2 separate regions of the Hordeum vulgare genome follow, and region 2 is linked to region 1. The links are chromatin contacts, called in public Hi-C maps. All regions are on one chromosome and are shown on one strand. Each heading gives the region's core, a stretch centred on a gene start, on an enhancer-like site or on the middle of the called end of the contact. The rest is flanking DNA. Distances are from core to core; before and after follow the strand shown. Region 1 holds the start of LOC123440171 (B3 domain-containing protein LFL1-like). Region 2 overlaps LOC123444262 (myosin-17-like).

Region 1 (7,170 bases), core at 3,099-5,598:
ATAGCCATCTTGATTTTTAATGCGTAACATGCAGTCAACATTGTTCTATAGATAATAAACGTGTGTTAGTTGAGAAACACCGCAAGCTTCTACGCAAAAAATCCAAGTCACTGCCACTGGGCACTGTAGCAAAGCATGCAAAAACATGTTGTACTCCGAACTGTAGCGCACCAGCAACGCGCAGTGTGCATGCGCTGTAGCGCTCAACACTGTAGTGACGCACGCACGAGCCCGCCGCACGGAAACACGATTGTACGCACACTTTAACTTAGATTTTCCCTTTATTCTTCCTTAGAAAACTTTTTTTTAATGTATTATTTAATTTTTTTATTCTAAAAAGGTAATACCAATGCCACTAATTCATTCTTTCATAGAGAACTACAATATTTTGTTTTTATTTTATTTTCTTTCTCCTGAAAAGATAATATCGAGTCTACTCGTTCATTCTTTCTTAGAAAACTTCATTATTTGTTTTTGTTTTACTTTTGATTTTCTTTTACATTAACTGTAATACGAAAGCCACCAATTCATTTTGTCACTTTTATTTTCTGCAAAAAATCCACTATTACATGCTTATTCATATCTAATGTTTTGTGAGACTTATTTCATTGTTGTTGTCAATAGTGGCTTAAATGTTTGGACATCGATCCCCATTTCAGGTCCAAAGTTGCCTTGCTTTTGTAAGTATATTTTGAATATTCAACACGGTCCGTGTAACTTACCAATCACATGCAACATAGCCAAAAAATGCACATTGCATCTTTCGTCTTTGTATTTGCACATTCAGGAGCTTGAAAATACCAGAACTGAGCTGAACACGGTCATAGCATTTGAATCTGATGAAACCTTCAGTTAAAAAGAGAATTCAAAATCTTCTACACATAAGCAACAGTTAAGCATATACAGTACAATACAAAATGAGGACACCAATTATTTGGATGTACAGCAACGGCGTCAAGGCTTGGTGACTCCGAACTTCATATAGGGTAGTATGCTAGGAGCCAGCAGTTCTGCTGGATTTCACATCAGAGGCCCAGACTTCGGGTTGGGAAACAAAGAAAGCCCAGTCCTCTCGTCATGGAAATGACTTGCCAGGTTAGCTGAGTTGTTGCCGTTCAGGCTGGGATTTGACGCGTCCATACAATCACTGAATGGGTCGAAGAAGTCTGAGTACCTCACATTGGCTACCGGTATCTCTGGCAGAGAGTTGAAAATCCCATCGAATATCTCGTAATTCTCATCAGCTTGTGGGATAAAGGCAGATATGTCAGCTGGTGATGGGATTAGAGACACATAGTCATCAACTTCTGGTATTGGCAGGATGCCAGAGATATGCTCATGGAATTGTGGCATAGCAGCAACTAGATCATCTCCCGCCTTCTTTGCTCGGATGACCTTTGCATCACACAAAGCACAACATACAATAAGCAACTACCAATTGCGTGCCAATATGACTAAAATGCTTAAATAACCAGGAAGAAAGATTAAGTTACAAATCGGTTATTGTCATCGTCTTTGTATATCATGATGAAGTCTCCCACTCGAAGGTTATGGGTTCTGACATAATCCCCTGGATGTTTAATAGAGGTAGAAAAATGTAAGAACTTGATCCACAGATGTGACAGAATAGGTAGGATGAAAATAAAGGTATTCACCGGTATTCTCAAGTACATACATCCTGCTGTTGTTGTTTGGCCAGTATCTGTACGGAGATTATAAACTGTGTCATTGTAGTGGATATGCTAGACCAAACTAAACATAAATGCAGAGATGTCACTGCAACTAAGAACATTCGTAACTATGAACTACCTTACTGATAATTCATTTCTTGTTAGACAAGGCAGAGTATTAAAATAAATTACCACCATTATAATCATGTAATTGTGCTTCTTTCACAGGAATTTCTTCAATTTTATGGCTGAGATAGTAAAAGTGAGGTACAACAAAGATCATATGGGTATTGCAGCCCATAGCAGCAAACATTAACGCAAAAAAAAAAAACAGTTTGTCCAACCTGTACTTGAATGTCCACTCTTGTGCATTTAGCAAATCATGCATGCGTAGACTTCTGCCATCCTTTGATGCCAGAGTTGGGAGGTAAGCCTCCGACTCTTTCTGTGCAATTAATGCCAGAGACAAGTGTCAACAGTTAGAGAGCATGAACTATGATGGTAAAAGGAAGTTTGTAAAAGCTGTTTAAATAAGAACTCACCTTCGGAAGAACAATTCTCCCAAGCTGGCTTATGTCACTGTTACGGAGCTCCTTCTGCAGAATAACTCGCAACCCGGGCACTTGATGCTACACAAACATTCTAGAATCTATTAATACAATGGACTAGTTCGATTAACACTGTTTCCTTCTCTAAAAAAATACTTCCTATATGTTTTGCATAAGTCTTACATCTGGATCTAGAGCAACTCTATTTAAATCCAGCTCACTTACCTATCACAAAAAAACGAATTCATTTAGGGAGCAGGCAGAAAAAATAAAATCAAGTACCACATTAGACGTGTCTATCTCTAAATTGAATTGGAAATCCTTATTTCTAAGTTGACAATCCTGAGCATTGATTCTTCATCCAACGGAAAATAAATAGTTGCAAGTTGTAGATTGTGTACAGTTTAGTTAACATGGAAATGATTATTTTAAGCTTATGACAAAAGTGTAGATAGCAAGTGTCTTAAATTGTACGTACTACAAATGCCCTCTTACACCAGTTCTGTCCATCATAGTAATAGAAATGATGCTATGGTCACACAGTTTTCATAGCTTCTGTTTAAAATATAAGATAAATCACACTACAAAGTCCAAAACAAACATGAAAACATAACTAGCACCTGAAAATTGCATTAAGCTCAAAAGTTACTTGGGGCAATTAAGGTTCAAGAACCCCAGTCTGAAGTAACACCGCTACATTCATACCAGATGGTCTACCCGTCGTCCCAGTCAGCATACTGGTACACAAGTACACATAATGTATCAGCTAGTATCTACTGCCTGACATAATTACTGTTGTGGCCCATGCCACATGCTATGGAAAAAAAATACCAAAGACACTGAAATCAAAAACTCAATCAGTTAATTTGACATGTGCTGCTATTTCCTGCGATTATTGTGCTGCAGTAAGCTACTAGAGAAAACGCAATCCCTACAAACCTTGCAGCGCCTCATGGAAATGGCAATAACATAACATTTGTGCAGACAGTAAATGTGAAATGCACATAACAACATGGACAAAAGAATGTGAGTATGTAAAGGACTAAATTATGCACTTGCAGCTAATATTGAGTGTGTACTGTTGTAATATATATAACCACGCAAGTGTTCTTGTTTGTTTTTTTCCAAAAAGAGGGAAAAGACCCTCGACCTCTGCATCAAGTAATGCACACAGGCATAGGCAAGTGTTGTTGTTACCGTTGCACATAACTACATTGACACGGTGACGATGTGAACCACTAAGTGTTCTTATTACGCTGAAACTGCCAGATGGGACCTACAGCACATATTCTATACATGTGCCACATGAGACACGACAGAAGATGAGTTACGAAGTCTTACTCTGATTATTTAGTTCGAAAACATGGATAATTGGTGTATGATGAGTTAATGACTGACCAAAACTATCAAAGAGTGGACCCTGCCATAGACGTCGTAGATCCAACAGAGAAGTACAAAAATCACCCCTTACCATAACCTCTAGCCTAGCACACTAACGACGACAATTGAGCAAAAAATAGCAATTGATCACATTCACACCTAAGCACACAACCCGTTAGGTCGGTGAAATCCGATCGTGGAATTCAAAATAAGACCTTCAAAGATCCCCTAGACTCGCAACAACGCAGTAATCAAATCGGCAATCGGGCAGATGAGAGCCCCCAATGCAATCAACCACACACGTCAAACATCTAGAGGCGCCTCGGTCGCTATCAATCAAATCAAATCTCAAATCAAACGTCAACCATAACAATCACCCCTCTCTTGCCCTGGGCCTCCAGCCCACCGCGTCTCCCCGCCAGCACGGCCCACCACCTCCGCGGAGATGATGATGATCCCATAATATACGGAGGATCGACCACCTACACGCAGCAGGACGTGGCGATGAATTCCGAGGCACTCACTGGTCGGATCGCCGGCATCCACCGGACACCGCCGCGGGGCCCGCGCCGAACGGACCTCCGCTTCCGGGTGACGAGCTGCGGGCCAGGCTCGCCGATCCCGTCGGCCGAGGAGGAGGAGGCGGCGGTGGATGCGGAGGGGGAGCGGCGCTTGCTGCTGCTGATGGCGGCCATGCCGGTGGGACGGGAGGAGGAGGGGGATGATGCGGCGGCTAGGGTTGGGGTCGCGCGGGGCGCATTTATAGGCGGGGGCGGGCGGAGAATCGGAGACGGGGGGCGCGGCGCCAAGTGGCGGGCGAGCTCTGAAATGGGAGCCAGCGCCCGACGGGGCGATGCCGAGGGCCAACCGGGCGGGCGCGAGGTGGCAGGCGCCGGGTGGGAGGCGCGGGGAGGCCGCTGCTGGCGTTTTTTCCGCCTTGGGATTCCCCGCGGGGCTCGCAGACAAATGGCTGGCTTGTGAGTTTTGAAATCCGGGGGGCGCCTGGTTTGGGTTCCGTTCCGTGTTTCGCACTCTGCCTGCATTCGCCCTCGCCCTCGCCCGTGGTGGTTGGCGCACTCATCACTGCCGCCCCGCCCCCCGCGCGAGCTCTGCTCATTCACTGGTCGTAGGCTGCGGTGGAGCTTGAAGCGTGGACGGGGGTTCGCTAAAAATAGCCCTATGGCGCAGATACTCTTTTATGGCAACAAATTTGTGACATTCACATTCGTCCGTCATACGTGGTCCATACGCGAAATGAATATAGGATGCATAGACGCATCCACCATATTAGATCTAGCCCACATTGGCTCATTTTAACCCCACATATGTACGTCTATATTCTTATCCAGGATTAAAACCTAGCCACGTCACTTCACTTTCAATCTGTTTTGCTCCTCCCTTACTTATCTTAAACGAGCTTCGGCCTTTTTTTGATATGGTAGGCAACGAATGAGAGTGTGATAATTCCAAATTCGTCGGTTGGGACCTTGTCCCATGCGAGGACATGGACGAGTTAGCCATACGACTCGCTCTCCGTTGGTCTCTGGAGGAAACCCGAACTTCGTCCTTCCAGTATGCGGGCACCGAGTCACTTCGACGGGAATCCATTGCGTCCGCACAGGTGGGGCTTGAATCCAACTGTTGTCCTACGCTAAGTGCATCGATTAAGGAACATGCGATGGGGATGGATCACGGATCCTTATCACTAGTCGCGTAGTGTGGTGCAGTAGAAGTAGCATCGGGGCAGCGCGTCCGGGGGTTCGTCTCCTCCTTGTTGGAACTCTCTCGAAGAGACGGTCGTTGGCTTTCACGAACAGGTTCGCTGTAGTAGCGCAATTGCATCGCCTCTGACGATATTCGCGCGTGCATGAAGAACATCGTGTGGCCGACTCCTAGGTCCGATCACGCAACTGACGATGAGTGGAGGTGGCTAGTGGTAACGCATGCAAAGCCCTAATGACGACGTTGAAGTGATCAACTGAAACCATATGTCGCACCTCCACTATATATATATATGGATCCATCACGGGCTCAACGGTTGGGTATCGCACGGATCCTAAAGCCCAAAGTCTACTCGATCACGATCCAAATCCAACTCGGACTACATCCGATCAGTGTCCTCGGATCCGACCTCATAGGTTCCTTCCCTTAAACGTGTGCCCCCTTGGGTGCAAGTCGGCTTGGTTGCAGGTTTGATTGCCTCCGATATTCATGGTTGGTAGCGGCTTCTAGCAAAGCGTACCACCACCAAGCAGACAATAAAGCCGGTTTGGTGAACCTGTATATCATACTTCTAATCCTTTTACCTCACGATATATGTTGTCGGGCTCAAGGCGATATGGTCATCCTTGGTGTAGCCCGACCTCTTTCTCTTTCCAGTGATTCTGACCAACACCTCGGATTATCTCATAATACTCGTCGCATGGTCAGGCTTATCTAGGTCGGATCACACGAGGGGGCTGATACGTCTCCGTCGTATCTGTAATTTTTGATTGTTTCATGTCATTATTGTACAACTTTCACATACTTTTGACAACAATTTATATGATTTTCTTTGACTAACATACTGATCGAGTGCCGATGTCAGTTCCTGTTTGTTGCATGTTTTTAGTTTCATAGAAAATTCATATCAAACAAAGTCCAAACACAATAAAATTTTACATAGTTTTTTTTGGAATATATGTGATTTTTGATAAAAGGAACCAACGCGGGACAGTGTCCGAGGGAGCCACGAGCTCACATGGCGGGCCCTAGGGGGTAGGGCGCACCAGGTGAGCTTGTGACTCCTCCATAAGTTGGCTGGGTGTGTCCTTTGGCTGCAAGGAAGCTAATATCCTCATAACAATCCCCTCAAACTTGCAGCCCAATCGGAGTTATGGATATTCAAATATTTAAGAAACGATGAAGGGACAGAAAACACGAACGCGAAACAGAGAGAGATATCCAATCTCGAAGAAACCCTCCTCCCATCTAGGGGGATGCCAAGGAAGAAGAATAAGGTGGGGGGGGTATCCCCCTCTCTTCTGGTGGCGTCGGAGTGCCACTGGTGGAATCATCGTGATGGCAATGTGCACCAACAACTTGCCGCTATCATTACCAACTCTCTCCCCCTCTATGCAAAGTGTAACACCTCTTTTCCCCATTGTAATCTCTACTTAAACTTGTTTTTTATGCCACATATTATTATCCAATGATGTGCTGCCATCCTATGATGTTTGAGTAGATCCTTTTTGTCCTATGGATTAATTGTGTATGGTGTGATTGATATGAGTTGTATGTTGATATGATGATGTCCTATGTCGCCCATCGTGTCGCGCAAGCGTGTGGTATTACCGTTGTAGGGTATTACAATACGTTCGTAATTCACTTATAGTGGGTTGCAAGAGTGACAAAAGTTTAAACCCAAGTAAGGGGGTTGTTGCATATGGGAGTAAAGAGGACTTGTTACTTAATGCTATAGTTGGTTTTTATCTTAATGATCTTTAGTAGTTGTGGATGCTTCCTAGAGTTCCAATCATAAGTGCATGTGATCCAAGTACGGAAAGTATGTTAGCATATGCCTCTCCCTCATT
Region 2 (7,170 bases), core at 2,701-5,200, 320 kb before region 1:
TTGTGATGGAAAAACAAGACAGTGATGTTGCCAAGAGAGCTCTTACTGAAGCTCATGAAAGGAATGAAGATTTATTGAAGAGAAATGAAGACCTCCTTAACAGGAATGATGATTTGATTAAAAAAATTGAGGAGTCAGGCAAAGTTATAACTCACCTTCAGGAGTCCCTACAAAGGTGCATATGTATTCTTTTATGCGTCACTTTTTCAAATATAGTGGTCAGATTCTGCTTCCTATTTTTTCAACCTCATTCAAACAATTCTTTGTGATCCTTCCATAAACAGAATTGAAGGAAAAGCAGCCAACTTAGAAGCTGAGAATCATGTTCTCCGTCAGCAAGCAATTGCTACTCCACCTTCTACTGCCAAATCTCAACCCTCACGTTCAAAGATCACAAGGATTCATGTAATGTACCTTTACTGGGCCTGACACATATACGATGATTATTCGATCCTCATAACTGATATTGTTCGTATATTTTTGCAGAGAAGCCCAGAGAATGGGCATGTTTTGAACGGTGAGCTAAGGCAGGCTGAGATGAGGCCATCAGCTGGCATGTCAGAAGCAACACCCCCAGCAGTGAGTTATAGCAACTATATATCCACATATAATTTCTACAAAATTGCATTTAATTGAATGTCTAAACTATAATATAGGGCAATGCTCCTGACTCGAGTAATCAAAAAGACGTTGAACACGGAGAAAAACTGCAAAGAGTTCTTAATCAGAAACATCAGGTATTCTGCAAATTTGATGCTGATTCTCAGTGTTCAGTTGAACTGTTAACCTACTTTTGAGATGATCATTTGTTACTTTTTGGAAGTCTCTGCAGCCCCAGCAGCCCCAAGATGACCAGCAGTGGTTACTTACTTGCATTCCACAATATCTTGGATTTTCTGGGAGCAAGCCTGTTGCCACTCTTCTTATATACCAGTCTCTTCTTCACTGGAGATCATTTGAAGCCATGAAGACTGGTGTATTTGACAGAATTCTGAATGCTATAAACTCTGCAATAGAGGTTCCTCACACTTTCTTTGGATTCGAATAGCATCTTTCTTCATTTAAATGCAGCATCGATGTCATGGAGTACAACCTCTACTTGTTGCAATAAACTAGGAGAGAATGTCATTTATCGAATGCCCTATTGCAGCAGAATTGGAATTAATCTCATTTATCCAATTTTCTGTTGTGCAACATCTAACATGTACATAAAATAATAATTGGCAAGATTAGGATCCATGTTCTTTGTTCTCTCAGAGTGCCTTGAATAATTGATAAAACATGAAAATATGGAAATTAACTACAGCAACAACTTTTCATATTGCTTGCAAAACTACACTTCATGCAGTTGGTGTAGAGTTTGGCTACTTGTCCTGATGTCAGACTTTACCTTTCTTGAAGGCTGAACATGATGTGAGAACATTGGCATATTGGTTGTCCAACTTATCTGCATTAACAGTTCTCCTTCAACGATCATTCAAAACTACTAGGACCGCACTCTCAACCCCGCAAAGGCGAAGATTTTCATCTGAGAGGATATTTCATACAAGTCAAACTTCAAATGCTGGGCTTGCTTATCTCGGTGGGCAATCAGTTGTTGGAGCTACTGGATTACCCCAAGTCGAAGCAAAATATCCAGCTTTGCTCTTTAAACAGCAGCTTGTGGATCTAATTGAGAAGGTTTATGGTATGATAAGCGACAGTGTGAAGAAGGAACTAAACCCTTTACTTGAATTGTGCATCCAGGTGCTGTTACTTGCTCTCATTTTTTGGAAGAAAATTAAAGAAGCTTCATCCTTTTCTATTTAAAGATAGTTAAATGTTGAATCTCTTCAGGATCCACGTTCTTCTCACTCAAATCTGGCAAAAGGCAATACAAATGGCTTGGGACAACAGAACCAATTAGCACATTGGTTAAGCATCGTGAAAGTCCTAGCCAACTATTTGGATATATTAAAGGCGAACCATGTAGGTGCAAAGATCATGGACCCATGGTGTCCGTTCATAAAATTGTCTGAATGCATTTTGTCTTATCTGGTTGAATTTGCAGGTCCCATCAATTTTGGTGCATAAGTTGTTCGTACAGATATTTTCACTGATTGATGTTCAGCTATTTAACAGGTTAACCTTTGTCCTAGCCTCATGTATTCACTCACATATGTATAAGCTTCTCTTAAGATCTTCCCCTTGGAAACAGACTCCTTTTGCGGCGTGAGTGCTGTTCATTTAGCAACGGGGAATATGTCAAAGCTGGACTAGCTGAGCTAAAACACTGGTCTGATAATGCTACTCGAGAGGTATTCACTTCCCCGTTTTCAAATGGATTTTCCAAAGCTATTGACTTATCTGTTGTATTTGACGCAGTTTGCAGGTTCGGTCTGGGAGGCATTGAAGCATATCAGACAGGCTGTTGATTTCTTGGTGCGCATTCTTTTTTACTTACTGAATATTAATTCCCCAATAATGTTTTATTCACAAATAAATTTGGTTCCTACTCTTCTCTTTTGCCAGGTGATTTCTCTAAAGCCAATGAGAACACTAAGAGAGATACGTGCTGATGTGTGCCAAGTAAGTATTTGATTTGACTGACATTCTTTTCTTAATAAGAAAGGAAGACTCCACTGCCAGTCCTTACCCCTATAAGTTGTACTTCTAATATTTGTATGAATTCTTTCAGGCCCTTAGCATACAGCAGCTAGAGCGCATAGTTGGTATGTACTTGGATGACGTCAATGGTACAAACACTATTTCAGCAGAGGTGAGATGATGTACCCTCATATACTATTTGGTCGAATGCGGTCATACCATCACTTAAGCCCCAAATCTCATCTGAACTCTGAAGTTAACCATGCGATTCTGAATTTGAGTGCACTTGGGGCGAGAGTAATATCATGACCTCTGGATGTCCTTATGTGGCAACCCTCACCACCTCCACTTAAAAAAAAACACTATTTGGTCTTTACTACAATATTGATTTGTTTTTCATTTACAAATGAAGATATGTGATTTCTGCTTATCTATTTATAGTTCGCATCAAGCTTGAAAGCTGCAGCGCGTGAGGAAGCAAATACTGTCACGACTTTCTCTATACTGCTAGATGATGATTCTAGGTTTGTTACATTTGACAAAAAAAAGCACTTTCAGCTTAAAGCCTCCTAATGTTTATGGCTCATGGTTTCACCATTTCGTTCCACAAATGCAGTATACCTTTTTCACTCGATGATATTACAAAGACAATGCCAATCATTGAGATTGCTGATGATGACTTGCTACCGTTTGTCCGTGAAAACCCAAGCTTTGCGTTTTTATTGCAAAGAGGGGAATAGTTATTTTTTTCTCACCGTGGAGCCTTCGGCAGCTGTGGATAAATCAGGAGTTCCTGTTTGTAGGTTGTACAGTATGCGTGATTCTTTTTATACCAGATAGCAAGCCATTGAGGAGTAGTTCCTAGGAGAGCTTAGGTATTTGATTTCGATTGATTGGTTCGTTGATTGTAAATTTGTGTCCAGTTTTTCATGCCATGTTTTCTTTTTGATTATGTTGGGCTTGTATACCGAGGGGACAAGGGCAAAAGTCCCTGTATAAGCTTAGTAATGCAAAGTTTTGCTGTAATTAGTGAAGCTGTACGTGTGTTGTAAATTGTTACAGAAAATGAATATCATCGTTCTGCTGGTATAGAATAATGGCATTGTGGTTGGCTTGTTCGTGTCTTCCAACTAAAATTCTTTATTATTTGTTCAGCTAGTTCCCTCTGTGCTAGACTTACACTTGAAGAGGGTATTAATCTAAAGGGAAACGTTTAGTTTCATCCGTCTGATTTCTGAAAGAAACCAGAAACCAGCCGCCCCTGTCGCCTGACACCTGTCATGGGCCCTGCACGTTGCTTTCCCTTCTCTCGTGTACGGTGCAGCAGGCCCGCCTGCTGTTTCTTGCTCGAGCTTTCGCAAGTGCCCCCACCAGTGATGCGTTGCTGCGCTCGGTGCTGCATTTTTGTTCGCCGCCATAAACGGTGTGGCATATGTTGTAACGACCCGCTGATCCAGAGGATTGATAAAGGGGGAGAAGGGGATGAGATCTGAGTTCGGTTTATTTTTTTGCGAAGGAAGAAGATGCGATACAAAGAAGGGTAGGTAGGTGAGGAGCAGGTGAGGATTCACACTCTCATACAACATGTCTGGTCTTTTTTGTCTACATCCACACTTATACGCACACATATCTGACCAGTGGGCCCCATTCACATGGCTTACATGTACATAGTTTTTCATCCTATGAGTGGGATGAAGGTGTGACACTCCCCTCTTCTGCAAAGAAAGCCTCCTCTTCAGGTTCTTCAGGCTCGACAGGGACTGCAGAATCCTTTTGTTCGTCCACGTCGTGGTCCTGTCATATGATTGTTGAAAGAAAACATCGTCGAAGTGTGTCGTAGTCCTTCCAGGTGGTGCTTGTGGAGGAAGAAAACCAGCGGATCCGTAGTTGCACGATGACGTTGTTGCCCCGCTTGACCATGCGTCGCTCCAGGACCTTCACGGGTTCGATGTCGCTAGTTTTGGGTATAGTTGGGTGTAGGGCCGCAGCTTGAGGAGCACGTAGTCGCCCACCTTGAAGCTGTGCTCCGTGCGATGGCGGTCCGCCTGCTTCTTGAAACAGCCCTGGGCACGGTGAATTTGCTCCTGCAGGCGCGTAGTGTTCGCGCCCCAATCCCAGTGCTCGGCGTCGAGGGTGGACGTCGTCATGTTGTCCCAGAGAGGCATGCCACCAAGGTTTGGCTTGACGCCGTAGTGGGCCTTGAATGGAGTACAGTTGATGGCGGAATGGAAGGATGAATTGTACCAGAATTTCGTCATTGGAAGCCAGCAACGCGAGCGTTGAGGTGTGTCGTGGATGGATCATCATAGGTACATCTCGAGGCATTGATTGACGCGCCCGCTCTTCCCGTCCATCTGCGGATGGTAGGTTGTCGAGTAGAGGAGCTTGGTGCCGGCCTTGGTGTACATCTCACGTGAGAGCGTTCTCGTGAACACGCGATCACGGTTGGAGACGATGGACTTGGGAATGCCGTGGAGCTTGACGATCTTATCCTAAAACGCGTGCGCCACCTGCGCTGCATTGAATGGGTGTCGTAGGGGGATGAAGTGCATGAACTTGGTGAGGCAATCCATGGCGACCATGATAGAGTCATATCCTTATCCTTCGGACTTGGGCAAGCCCTCCACGAAGTCCATCGTCATGTCCTGCCAGGGTGTTGCCGGCACTGGCAGGGGCGCGAACAAGCCTGCTTGTCGATGATGCTCTTGTTTGGCGTGTTGGCAAATGGCGCATTGTTTGACGTAGGTGTCGATGTCCTCTTTCATTTGTGTCCATAGAAATAGCTTTTTGAGGCGTTGGTAAGTTGTCCTGGTACCTGAATGCCCACCGACAGCGCTGTCATGGAGGGCGCTGATGAGCTTAGTGCGAAGAGCTGCATTGTTTTCGATCCAAAGCCGGTTCTGCTTGCGGATGAGGCCCTTGTGCAGCTCGAATCCGTCGTCGTCTAGGTTGTGGATGGCGAGGTGAGACAATAACCCTTGTGCATCGACGCCTGTGGTGTAAGAATTGGCCACCTCCTGCACCCAGGTTGGTTGGCACAACGAAAGAGCGCTCAGGTCCAAAGCCGCGCCCACGCGCGATAGAGCGTCAGCTACCCCATTATCGACGCCGCGACGATACTAGAACTTGAACTAGAGTCCCACCAGCTTTGACATGGCCTTGCCCCGCAGATCTGTCTCAAATTGCTCATCCCTCAGGTTGCACAAGCTTTTGTGATCCATGACAATGGTTAACTTCCCACGTTGAACGTAGGCGTGCCATTTGTCCACGACCATCATCACTTCAAGGAATTCCTTCTCGTAAGCGGACAACTTTTGGTTGCGAATCCCGAGTGCCTTGCTGAAGTAGGCCACCGGAGGGCCATCTTGCACGAGCACGGCTCCAATGCCTGTGTCGCAAGCGTCGGTCTCAATGCTGAAGTGCTTGTCAAAGTCCGGCAGCGAGAGGACTGGTGCGCTGGCTATGGCGCGCTTGAGGAGCTCGAAGGCGGCTTGTGCTTGATCATTCCACTTGAACCCTTTTTTGTCAGGAGCACCGTTAATGGCTTGGCGATGATGCCGTATCAGGCAACGAATTTGCGATAATAGGTTGTGAGGCTAATGAAGTCGTGCAACTCGGTTGAAGTGGAGAGTGTAGGCCAGCTAAGCATGGCTTGAGTCTTCTCTGCATCGGTAGCGACGCCAACGCTCGAGATGACATGGCCCAGGTAGTCAACGCTCTCTATGGCGAAGGAGCACTTGGATATCTTGGCGTATAACTGATGATGACGAAGCAACTCGAAGACTGCACGCAGGTGCTCTTCGTGTTCTTCCAATGTCTCGTTGAAGACCAAAATGTCGTCGAGGAAGATGATGATGAAGCGACAGACGTGCTTGTAGAAAATATGATTCATCAAGCACTAGAACATGGCCGGCGCATTTGTCAGGACGAACAACATGACACGAAAGTGGAAGTGTCTGTGGTGCGTCTTGAAGGCTGTCCTCTCTTTGTCGCCCGCGTGCATGCGAATCCGATGATAGCCGACACGTAAGTCAAGCTTGGAGAAGTACTTCGAGCCGGCTAGCTCGTCGAATAACTCGTCCATGATGGGCAGGAGGAAACGGTTCGTCACGGTGAGGTCATTGAGGCGGAGATAGTTGAAACAGAATCACAATGAGCTGTCTTTCTTCTTTACGAAGAGGTCCGGAGCGGCGAAAGGACTCATACTGTTCTCAATCACTCCAGACTTGAGCATCTGTTGCACTTGGCGCTCGATTTTGTTTTTCTGCAACGGTGAGTAGCGATACGGCCTTGTGTTTGCTGGCTGTGTGCCCTCGACCAAGGTGACCGCGTGATCATACTGCCGGTGTGGGGGAAGTGTCTTGCGGTCTTTGAACACATCACTGTACTCCTCGAGGACTTGTTTGATGGTTGCGGGAAGCTTGTCGGGTGGCTCCGCTTGGCGTGGTTGTCTGTCAATCAACGCCATGTACCAGATTTCATTCCCTGCATGCCATTTCTTGAACTGGTTGGGCTCAAGCAGCTCAAGCGTGTGCACTGCATTTTTTGAACTCCTTACATCGTCACTGTTTCGCCCAGATGGTC

The links. A called contact is a pair of places that touch in the nucleus more often than the background predicts.
Region 2: a contact with region 1 is called in a Hi-C map of leaf, with 4 times the contacts expected there. The contact joins the enhancer-like site here to the promoter of LOC123440171 in region 1. A contact is called at or near these places in 2 of 6 Hi-C or Micro-C datasets (leaf and seedling).

Annotation. Positions count from the first base shown.
Region 1 is chr3H:460,855,582-460,862,751 of MorexV3_pseudomolecules_assembly, reverse strand. LOC123440171 (B3 domain-containing protein LFL1-like) reads right to left here and starts at 4,348. Exons shown (of 7, transcript XM_045116745.1): 1 at 4,123-4,348; 2 at 2,402-2,443; 3 at 2,213-2,299; 4 at 2,015-2,115; 5 at 1,656-1,702; 6 at 1,494-1,570; 7 at 808-1,395. The coding sequence starts at 4,293. The coding sequence ends at 1,021.
Region 2 is chr3H:461,174,886-461,182,055 of MorexV3_pseudomolecules_assembly, reverse strand. It overlaps LOC123444262 (myosin-17-like), which reads left to right. Exons shown (of 51, transcript XM_045120939.1): 38 at 1-175; 39 at 285-405; 40 at 487-579; 41 at 657-737; 42 at 833-1,018; 43 at 1,402-1,746; 44 at 1,837-1,968; 45 at 2,051-2,121; 46 at 2,198-2,297; 47 at 2,365-2,421; 48 at 2,512-2,568; 49 at 2,678-2,758; 50 at 3,028-3,110; 51 at 3,203-3,700. The coding sequence ends at 3,326. Among protein-coding and RNA genes, the nearest start is that of LOC123444262, 38 kb to the left of the region's middle. Within about 2 kb of position 3,950, at least 2 of the 3 cell types and tissues checked have open chromatin away from gene starts, as enhancers often do. A contact at or near this core is called in leaf, where this site is marked.